Regions from separate parts of the Mus musculus genome. Here all the other regions are linked to region 1. A link is a contact called in public HiChIP or PLAC-seq data. All regions are on one chromosome and are shown on one strand. The core of a region is the stretch at or near the end of the contact, and the rest is flanking DNA. Distances in the headings are between cores, read along the strand shown.

Evidence for each region. HiChIP or PLAC-seq counts read pairs in DNA pulled down with a chosen protein or histone mark.
Region 2: a contact with region 1 is called in an H3K4me3 HiChIP or PLAC-seq map of embryonic basal ganglia, with 4 times the contacts expected there. The contact joins the enhancer-like site here to the promoter of Arntl in region 1. A contact is called at or near these places in 2 of 39 promoter capture datasets (hippocampal neurons and neural stem cells) and 8 of 115 datasets of contacts at active chromatin or transcription factors (astrocytes, embryonic basal ganglia, embryonic forebrain and 4 more).
Region 3: an HNF4G HiChIP or PLAC-seq map of pancreatic cancer cells shows a contact between it and region 1. The contact joins the promoter of Rras2 here to the promoter of Arntl in region 1. A contact is called at or near these places in 1 of 39 promoter capture datasets (cranial neural crest), 2 of 115 datasets of contacts at active chromatin or transcription factors (embryonic stem cells and pancreatic cancer cells) and 1 of 9 other capture datasets (liver).

Annotation. Positions count from the first base shown.
Region 1 is chr7:113,206,159-113,209,669 of GRCm38.p6, reverse strand. It overlaps Arntl (aryl hydrocarbon receptor nuclear translocator-like), which reads right to left and starts at 2,205. Exons shown (of 20, transcript NM_007489.4): 1 at 2,026-2,205.
Region 2 is chr7:112,398,767-112,401,791 of GRCm38.p6, reverse strand. The region is part of intron 7 of Micalcl (MICAL C-terminal like); the gene reads right to left. All of the region lies in intron 1 of Gm51494 (a long non-coding RNA gene), which reads left to right. Among named protein-coding and RNA genes, the nearest start is that of Gm51494, 14 kb to the left of the region's middle. Within about 2 kb of position 1,366, at least 25 of the 459 cell types and tissues checked have an H3K27ac peak or open chromatin away from gene starts, as enhancers often do. A contact at or near this core is called in embryonic basal ganglia and neural stem cells, where this site is marked.
Region 3 is chr7:114,116,063-114,119,359 of GRCm38.p6, reverse strand. Rras2 (related RAS viral (r-ras) oncogene 2) reads left to right here and starts at 1,579. Exons shown (of 6, transcript NM_025846.2): 1 at 1,579-1,964. The coding sequence starts at 1,857.

The sequences.
Region 1 (3,511 bases), core at 956-3,455:
TCTGACTTTTCATCAGAGGTGAACATAACCCAGAAAGGTGTAGTAATTTGCTCTTCGTAGCAAAGCCACCTGGTTCCAGTCAGGGCTAGAACCTAGTTTCATGCCTCCTAACTCCCAGGTTACCACTCTTCTACGCCTTATCAAAGCCTCTCCCATTTTAAGCAGCAGAGATTGGAACAAAGTACAAATTTAACTGCTGTTTTAACATCGTCATTATTCACTGGCAACATCTAAGATAGAACCAAAGTGCTGCTACAGATCCAGCTTCCGCTGATACACCCAATTTCAAATCTGCCTAGAAAATTTCTAACCCTTCTAAATATGTTCAACAACCCATTTTAAAAGACTTAGCAATAATATAAACCCAGGAACAAAGAATAAACTTAAGGATTACATTTTGTATTTAAAAATATATCTATATATATATTGGAACTTCACTGGTATGGGAATCAAATTTAACAGCAGCGAACCATCCTCCCCTCTTTCTTGCAAGCACAGGGAGCCTGAGATTATTCAAAACTGCTCAAGAGCAGCAATGATTATTTTAAGCTCATGATTCAACTAGTACATTAATTAGAAAATCCACCAACCCAAATTGACAGATCCTGGTATCAATGGGAACTTAAGAATAAAAATAATAGTTGTTAAGTAAAAATAGATTGAAAGAGGGCACAGCAGCAAATGTGAAAAGGAAAAATGACAAGCAAGAGCAGTAGGAAAAAAAGCATTTAATGATCAGTTTTCCTGGACATAAAAACAAAACCCACAACGAAGATCTTGGCAATACTGGTACTGTCAAAAAGTAATTGGTCGTGATTACAGTCTCTGATTTTTGGAAGTTAGGTGAGAAAACTTGATTAATGATTTCTTACTTTAAAAGTAGCAACTTAAGACAGGAGAGGAGCCAGATCTCAAGGGGTCAGAGGGTCAAAACTAGGCTAAATGTAGGGAAAGGACTGGAGAAGGTGCACCCCGAACAGGTAAGGGGCGATCATGTCAGCTTGGCCAGCGCAACTCTGACAGACACACACACCGGTGTCCAACGCACTCATTTCCGAACACAACCCGCTACGCGACCCCGGGGATGGCTTCCATGTGCGCCCCGAGTCTGCCTAAAATTCTATCTTTGACTTCTCCCTGCAAACCCGAGCACCCCAAGCTGTCTACACTGGGGTAATCTCCAGTGGAAACCTTCCTCTTCCCCGATTATCTGTCAAACCCGCATCGGAGTGAAGCCTCTGCTGCGCACTCCTTGGGTCTCTGACGCCTACCGGGCACAGGGCACAGTCCCCACGCCATCGGGTACCTACTCCCAGACCCAACGGGGAAGACACATCCTCCAGGACCACCCAGGTACCGGACAGCGCAGGCCCGACGGCTGTCCGTGGGCCTGGTCCAAGCCAGCCAGGGGATTCCCGGGGTCCGCGCCAGCCCCAAGACAGGCCATAGGGACGTACCAGTACGGACTCCCCGACTTGACGGAGACGCCCTCCCCGCCCCCACCCGGCTCCCGAGGGAGAAGTGTAGAAGGGTTGACCAGGCAAGCGCCGCATAGCATCGTTCTGCCCGCGTCCCGGCCATCTCCTCGGGGATCCAGAAGCTCCCGGGGATGTATCCCGGAGCTCTTCCCAGGTTCGGGTCATTGCTGCCACCCGGTACTGCTGTCTCTTTAAGAGGCCGCTGGCCGCCCCCTCCCGAGCCAGGTGGTGATGCCCGCGCGGGGAAGGTGGGCGCACCCGCTGACAGCGTCCCAGGGTCCCCCCAGTCCTCCCCCGCCCGCTGTGCAGCCCAGGCGGGGAAGATGGGGGTGCGCGGGAGCGGCGCCTTTAAGGGGCGCAGCCTCCCCGAGGCTAGGTGGGGGCTGGGAGCCGCACGGGCCCTTTAAGGCCGGCAGCGGGCACGTCGGGCAGGGCTCCCGGCGGCCCGGCTGCGCCGCGGGCGGGGGCGGTGCGCCCGCCCGGGAACTCGCGACCCCCGACGGGACGCCCCGAGACGGCTGCTGCCCGCAGCCATGCCGACACTCACCGTGGCTCGCTGCGAGCGCCCGCGCCCGCACCCGCACTCGGATCCCGCGGCGGCGGCGGCGGCAAGTCCGGCGCGGGTAAACAGGCACCTCCGTCCCTGACCTACTTTCTGCCTTCCCTAAATGTCGCACCACTAACCTACTTTCCGACCAATCCGCTCCCCGCCGGCCCAGGCCCGGCCCCCCGCCCACCAATCGCTGTGCCCAACCCCCCTTCCCCGCCCACCAATGGAGGAGCCGCGCAGCCCGGATACCTGCCTCTTCCCGTTAGCCAATCAGAGAGAGCGAACGGAGTTGTCTTGGCGGACAACCCAAACCAATTCGCGTTCTGCTCTGCGTTAGGCTAGCCAATCGAGTGACCGATAGGAAAGCCTCTGACCAATGGCAAGACGGCAGGGCTGGTTTACCTGCTACTTTCCCTTCACCAATCATTTGGCGCACAGAAGCACACGCCCCGAGGAGTGGACCAATTGGCACGCTCTGTGGATTTCTTGCCCCAGCCCTCGGTTTTCCCCCTCAGGTCTAAAGCTCGCTGAGGCCACTGCGTTGCGGACTCTGCGAGCTCGCCGTTGTCCCCTGCTCCTCAGCCGCGTCCCTGGCTAGTGACTGCCTCTCAGCTCTCCCTCCTCCTCCGTCCCCTTCCTGGCTCGCAGAACACTGAGAAAACGCCGCATCTCTTCGCCCATCCCTCTCCAGCTCCATCTAGGAAACCACATTTTAGGAACACAGAGTGACAGAACCTTCCTGAAACCCCTGGCTTGTCCTAGTCGGAACCACAGCGCTAATAGCTAGCGCATTTAGAAGACTTTTCCTTCCGACGACTAACCGGATCGCGCGTTCTTTTTTTTTTTTTTTTTTTTTTTCTCTTGACCTCCAAGCGTCCAGTGGAGCTGTCATTCCCGATCGGAAGAGAAGTCTCCCGGGGGTGGTGGCGTAGTCTGTAATTCCAACCCTCAAGAAGCTGAGGCAGGGGCATAATCGCGAGTACTGAGCTAGCCGGGGCCACAGGGTGAGACCTGAGCAAGATTCTATTACATGTTATGGACATGGCCCTAGCAAATGTACTTTGCAAAAGTATCAAAGGAGCGGGAAAGAAAGAAAAGTTGCAAAGTTGTTTGTTTGGGTGGTTAGTTGTTCTGTTGTAGCCCTAGCTATCCTGGAACTCCTGTAGATCATCAAGCTGGCTTTGAATCCAATTCACAGAGATCCGCCTGCTTTTGCCTCCCGAGGCACCACCTGCTCAGAGATTTATTTATTTATTTTTAAAGAAAGAGACAGAGAGAGGGGAGGAAGAGGAGGGAGGGAGAAATAGAGAGAGAGGGGGAGAGGGAAAGAAGTTGTCTTGTTTCTACCTTCAAACAACTGGCAAACCTTCTAAATGTTAAACTTCCTGATAGCAAGGCCACTTCGTCCTTTTTGAACCATGTGTGCTCCCTCCCCTTTAGCATGTGCTGGAGGGGCCTGGGTGGGGTGTTGGGGATAGGGCTG
Region 2 (3,025 bases), core at 117-2,616, 810 kb after region 1:
TCTAAAGGGCATCTGCTCCCCAGACCCCATTCCCAAATGATGGCGAACTGTCAACAGGCAGTCCTCCACACCACAGGCTTTGTCTGCTTGTCGATCTGTTTCAGTCAGTTGCTATTGTGCTGGGAGTGACAATAAGAATCTACTCTGGGGACAGGAGGGTCGGCTCGGTAGGTAAGAGCACTTGCTGTTTGGTGACCGGCAACTCACAACTGCCTAGGACTTCAGCCCCAGCAAATCTAATTCTCGCTTTTGGCCTCCATAGGTACCTATGCACACACACACACACACACACACACACACACACACACACACACATCTCTAAAACAACAACAACCACCAAACAGGCCAGCTGGTGAGATGTCACTTGCTCCAAGCTTGATAACCTGATTTGATCCTAAGAAGCCATATGGTAGAAGGAGAGAACAAACTTCTACAAGTTGCCCTCTGTGTGCCATGACAGGCCATGGCATGTGAGTCACGAACACACATGAAATTATAAGTACATCAATGTAACATGAAATTTCAGAATCTACATGAAGTTATTCCTCCTCTTTTCCCGCTTTCCTTCTCTTTCCTTTCCTTCTTTGTGAGACAGGTTTAGTTCAAGGCTGGCCTTGAACTTCTCATCCTCTTGCCTCAGCCTCCTGAGAGGATTTCAGGCTTGAGCCACTAAGCATGACTTCCTTCAAGATCCATATATGGTCAAACATGTGAAATCTGTGGCCTATATGCATGTAGAAATCAGCTTAAACTCATCTGGAGGAGAGAGTTAGTTATAAATGTACGTGAATGAATGGATAAACAGATGGACTCGAGCTAAGAGAAGACCAGCCACCTGGCTGGGTTTTATAAGGATGGAGAGAAACTCAAAACAAAAGAGAAGAATCCATCCTTGTGAAGTTCTAAGATGTGATAGGCCCATTAATCAAGTGCTTCACTTAAAGGTGTGTGTGTGTGTGTGTGTGTGTGTGTGTGTGTGTGTATGTGTGTACTGGGACTTGGGGCTCACTAATATGACTGAACTGTCTGGTTAGCCAGCCCCAGGGTCCTCTTGCCTCTACTTCCTCAGCATCAGGATTGGGCTGCCACATCAAGGGTTTTATGCGAATGTGGGGATTGAACTCTGGGCCTCATCTTCTCTTCCCTGCTCCGCCATTATCATTTCCTCTTTCATCTATCTCTACCATCTCTAGAAGGCAGGTTGATTTATTAGTCCCATTTTACAGATGGGAAAATTTGAGAGATTAGAAACTGCAGAATGCTGATGACGTCAAGTTGCATTCGGGGACTCCTGACTCATCTCTGTGCTCCGTCCAGAATCCCACACTGGCACATAAGGCAGGAAACTGGCATTTCTTGGGTTCCTCGGCAACAAAGATGAAAACCACAGAGTAGCAGACAAATTGTTTCTCTCTTCCTGGCTGGGAGAGCCATTAAATCATTCATAATGTGTGTGCTGCTGCCCTCTGCTGGCAGCCTCCAGCATCTACATTGTCTTTGCTAGCCTTGTGAAGGAGAAACTGCTGGCTGAAGTGGAGGCTGTGGGAGATGGACCTTGCTCACCCGGCTTCCCCGGGAATAAACCTTTCATCCTTTGAGGCCCCTCTTCTTTTGCATTTGATTTCGCCTGTCTGCAGATGTGGAAAGAAGGATGAGACTTCACCAGACTACCTAGATCCGCATGGTAGTCTTTTGCAGGGGCATACTGTGTGATTCCAGCATTTAACACTGTCTAGTGTCTCAACCCAAACAGTTCCAAATAGGTGACAAAGTCAGGTCTGACTGTCCACAGGTGGGACTCAGGGCATCCAGGTCACTGAGTATGTGTGTGTGTGATTTAGACACAGGGAACCACAGGAGTTCTGTGTTGCCTGGGCCAAGATACCTGCCACACGCATAGACATCCAGTGTGTCCTGATTTGTCATCTGGGTGGATGGTTAGCTCTCTGCTTCACTTTGTTTCCTTTTCCTGAAAAAATTGGGGCAGGAGGACCCTATGCTGGGGTTGGGGTGGGAGCAACTCATTTCTGACTGTTGGGGAACAAAAAAAATTAAAAGAAAGCCAAAATTGTTGTCATGACAATGGTGAGCTCATTTCGCTCAGACGTCAGGGTCCTTGGCCTGCACCCCCCACCCTGCTCCCCTGCACAGTCCTCTAATTCAATGGGCCTGATGAATAACTCCCAGGCACAAAAGACCCTTTCAGGCTATCCCCAGTCATTATAGAGGGGCCTCGCCTAACTGTCGCAGCCCACTCCTTGTTTGCAGGCCTGCCTCTAAATTTGGTTATTCACAACCTTGATCATTCAATATTATTGCCTAACTGTGATCATTGTCTAATTATCCTAATAATACCTATTAAATAATTCTCATTAAATCACTTGAATGGGAGCAGCAGAGGCCAGCTCAAATACAACTTAACCCAATAAAGTATTGGTCATTCGCTGAGCAGCAAGGCAATCTCTTCAAGGGACTATATAGACTATCGAACCACAGAGGGATATGCCTATTACCAACTGTATGTTAGCAAGTCTTCGTTTTGATGGCCTGGTTAATAAAGTTTCCTCTTGGTTTCCTCTGGGGCTGGCCTCTGTGACCTGACTTTTATGTATGTATGTATGTAAGTATGTATGTATGTTTGTATGTATGTATGTATGTATTTATCTCTAGACCCTTGTTGGTTTCCATCTGTCACCTTCACAAGGACATTGGTGAGAAATTACCTATAAACCTAACAGGGTAGTTAGTTTACTGGGGATAGAAAGGGAACAAACAGAATCCATCTTTTGGCTGGTCAGATTCGCCTTTGACAACACTGAAAGCTGGCCTCCTTTCTGTAGGTATGGCTCCACATAGCTTCCCTTTGGAGACTGGAGGAGATACTCAGAACAAGCTTCAAATATCTACTGTTTATAATTTAAAGTTTCTGGCTGTGAATGGGTATTTCCTTTAAAGTGTCTTGTGTGGACAAGAATGTTCTGTAGAATATTAGTAGCGTTTGTTGACCATCTTCATGTATGGGCTG
Region 3 (3,297 bases), core at 330-2,829, 910 kb before region 1:
GGTAATCAATTTTCACTTGACTCCCAGGAGAGAGTTAAAAACTGTGTGGTCTTTTACGCTGTGGCCTCGGAAGCCATTCTGTATCTCCCCTACTGTATTCTACTGGCTTCATTCAGGGCACGAAGTGTTCAAGAACTGGAGGGCATATTGTAAAACCACCATGCTTAGCCCACACTGTATTAAGCACTGCGTTTCTTTGTGTATATATGTGTTTGGGTGGGATGTCTGCTCGGCAGTGAAGGAACTGTGGAGGGCAGAGAACAAGTGTTGGGGGTTGCTTTTCTCCCTGCCTGTGGGTCCCAAAGATCAGGTCGGTAGGCTTGCGGGTGCGCCATCCACTGGCTCGGGCCCTTATTTGAGAGCTTATTTGGAAGCTGAGGCACAGAGCTTAAGTTCCCATCGCTATGCCATTAGCAAAGCAGGCAGGATTTGAACCAGTGTACCCTCTGAGAAGACCACAGCCTCCATCTTACGTGGCCTCTATAGAGATATCCCTACCACATCCAAGTCACACACAGTGAGTTTCTATTTATATCTGCAAGCTTGTAAACTCCCCCGAGAACGTTCAAAACCACACAACAGAATGTGTCCTTTTGCCATCTCTGGCTTCTGCATATCATGGTTTTCTTTTCTCTCTTTCATTCTTCCTATCTTTTCAGACTAGGTCTCACTCTTCCAGCCCTGGCCTGGAACTCACTATGTAGGTCAGGCTGGCCTTGAACTCTTTGAGCTTCCAGAATACTGGAACTAAAGGCGTGGGTTACCACACACGGCTCAGCTTGGTTTTCTTTCCCTGGAATACTTTTCTCCCATTCACTCATCTGTTTACAAGATTATTCCTCGGGTCTTTGGGAAAACCTTCTCTGACTAGCCAGCTCTGGGGTAAGTGCACCTTGGACCTCAGTGCTGAGCAGCTGTTGTTCTTACAATTATGTCTCACAAGGTGCCTATTGTCCCGGCTGCCTCCTCCTCTGGACTCTAAGGGCAAGGGCCTGATCATGTTCGTAGAAGCTGTGCTAGCAAGGAACACGCTCCTCCTAAAAAACATGTCACCAACCTGCAAATTTCTCACGACCCTCATACACAATTATCACACATTTTTTCACACATAGACATAGGAACAAAGATGTTACGCCCCAGATCTGTCCACATGCACTGTGGCCCCGTGCAAGCTCAATCACTACCCACTCTCTCACTGTCACTAGACTATCATATGTTCAGGTACCGCTACAGGTCTCATTTTCTTCAATCGCTGCCTTATACTTTTTTTTTTTTTAAACAAATACAGTCACCATCTGCATTCCGAAAACAGGGTATGGAGTTGAGTGAATATGACAACAGTTCTATTTTTCATCCACGCCATCACAGGCTGTTTCTTTCATGAACACGATCCCTGATTTATGCAATCACTGTCACCGCCGTCCATCTTCCCGGTTTCTTCCTTCTCCTCCCGGTGCTCTGAGGGCAGGTCTGCAGGGTCTGCTGCCTAGGGCGCTCCAGAGTCTCCGCCTGGGCGGGCGCGGCCTAGCCCCGCCCCCTCATGCATATGTAGTACCCCAGCCCAGCGGCCCGGCCCCCAGACGGCCATTTGTAGCGGTGCCGAAGGCTGCGTTCGGCTGCGCTGCAGATCCGCGAAGAAGAGCGCGCTCCCTGGCCGCTGCGTCCTCTGCCCTGGAGCCTTCCCGGCTCTCCAGCGTCTCGGGCAACTCCCAGCCGGTCCGAGGGATAGCGCTCCGCGGCCCTCCAGGCCACTCACGGACCCCGCGCGCTCTACCGCCTGTAACCCAGCCGGCCGCACTCGTCCCCGGAGCCGGGCCTAGGGCGCGCGGCGGCCGGGCTGGGCTCGGGGCGTCCCGATGGCCGCGGCCGGCTGGCGCGACGGCTCCGGCCAGGAGAAGTACCGGCTCGTGGTGGTCGGCGGTGGCGGCGTGGGCAAGTCGGCGCTCACCATCCAGTTCATCCAGGTGCCTGGAGACGGCCTGCGGGGTGGCGGCGGCGGCGGGGTGGCGCTACCTGTGGCCGCGGCGACCCCGCCCGGGGCGCGCGGGTGCGGGGCTCCGGCGCGTGCGGTGCGCGCGGGTGCGGTTTGCGCGGGGCCAGGGCGCGCGGCTGCGAGGGCAGGAACAGTGAGGAGTCGGCGCTGCGCTCCTGCCCTGCGGCCACGGCGCCGCGCTACTGCCCGCCAGGCGCCCGGCGCGGCGTCCGGGGAGTCGGGCTTCTCAGGAATGTGGCCCGGAGGGCGGAGCTGGCCGGGTGGGAAGCGCAGTTCCACCTTATCACTGCGGTCAGGGCGGGAGCCCGCGGGTTGCAGCCGCGCCGCGGTGCCGGGCTTCCTGCCCTGAGGGCCGGAGTGGGGACCCCGCGCCTGCCTCGGTGGCAGCGCTGGCCCGGGCTACTTGGCGGCGGCTTCGCGCCGCCGGCTCCCAATAGTGTTTTCTCTTTGTGTGTGTTTGAGCTTCTCTTACAAGTAGTCTGTTTGGTGGTACGTCCGGGTGGGAGTGTTTGATCGTGCCCTAGGGAAATAATGGCTTCGAGGAAGTTAAAAATGTGCTTTGATAGGGGCGAGACCATTTCCTTGGAATTCCCGGTGCCTGCCTGCTTCGCGCTTAGGTGAAGTTTGGGGTGAGCCCCGCTAGGAGGGGACGAGTATGAGTTGTGTGTTGCACCCTTCTCCCCCCCCCCCCCTATTTTCTGTTTGCTGGAGGAGGAAAGTCGGGTTGTGGCAAAGAAAAGGAAGGTGAAATTTGTCTTTAGATTTTATTCTAGGTTAAGACGCCCGAGTGATTTTCCTTTCTCTTCTTTTTGATTTTTAAAAGCAAATGCAGATCTCCTTGCTTTTGTCACCCTGAAAGGCGTGGCATATGTTGGGAAGAGAGCGCAGGTACCCTGCTAAGTAACAAAGGTATTTTTACTGTATTAAAGAGGACGGGTAGCAAAATGTTTTTGTGTGTGTGTGTGTTTGTTTTGTTTCACCCATTTGTTGAATTGATAGAGTTAAATAGCTTATTTTATTTCGATGTAACTGTGGTGTTTATAGTGTTATTAAGACGCACAGTTCCATAACCTAAATGATAATTTTCACATCGCGTGAATGAACAGTAGCTGCTCCTGTAGTAATTCATGGAATTAAAAAAGTGCTGCTCAACTTTTGTATTCAGAGAGGATGCTTATGTCATGAGCGTTGACAGTATGCTCAGTGGCGGTGGCAGCGGCAGCGGCTGCAATGGTGGGGGGCGTTGGTTTATGTTTACCAGTCTTCAGTCTGGCTTTTTGGCAGTTGTTATTTGCCTGGGACCA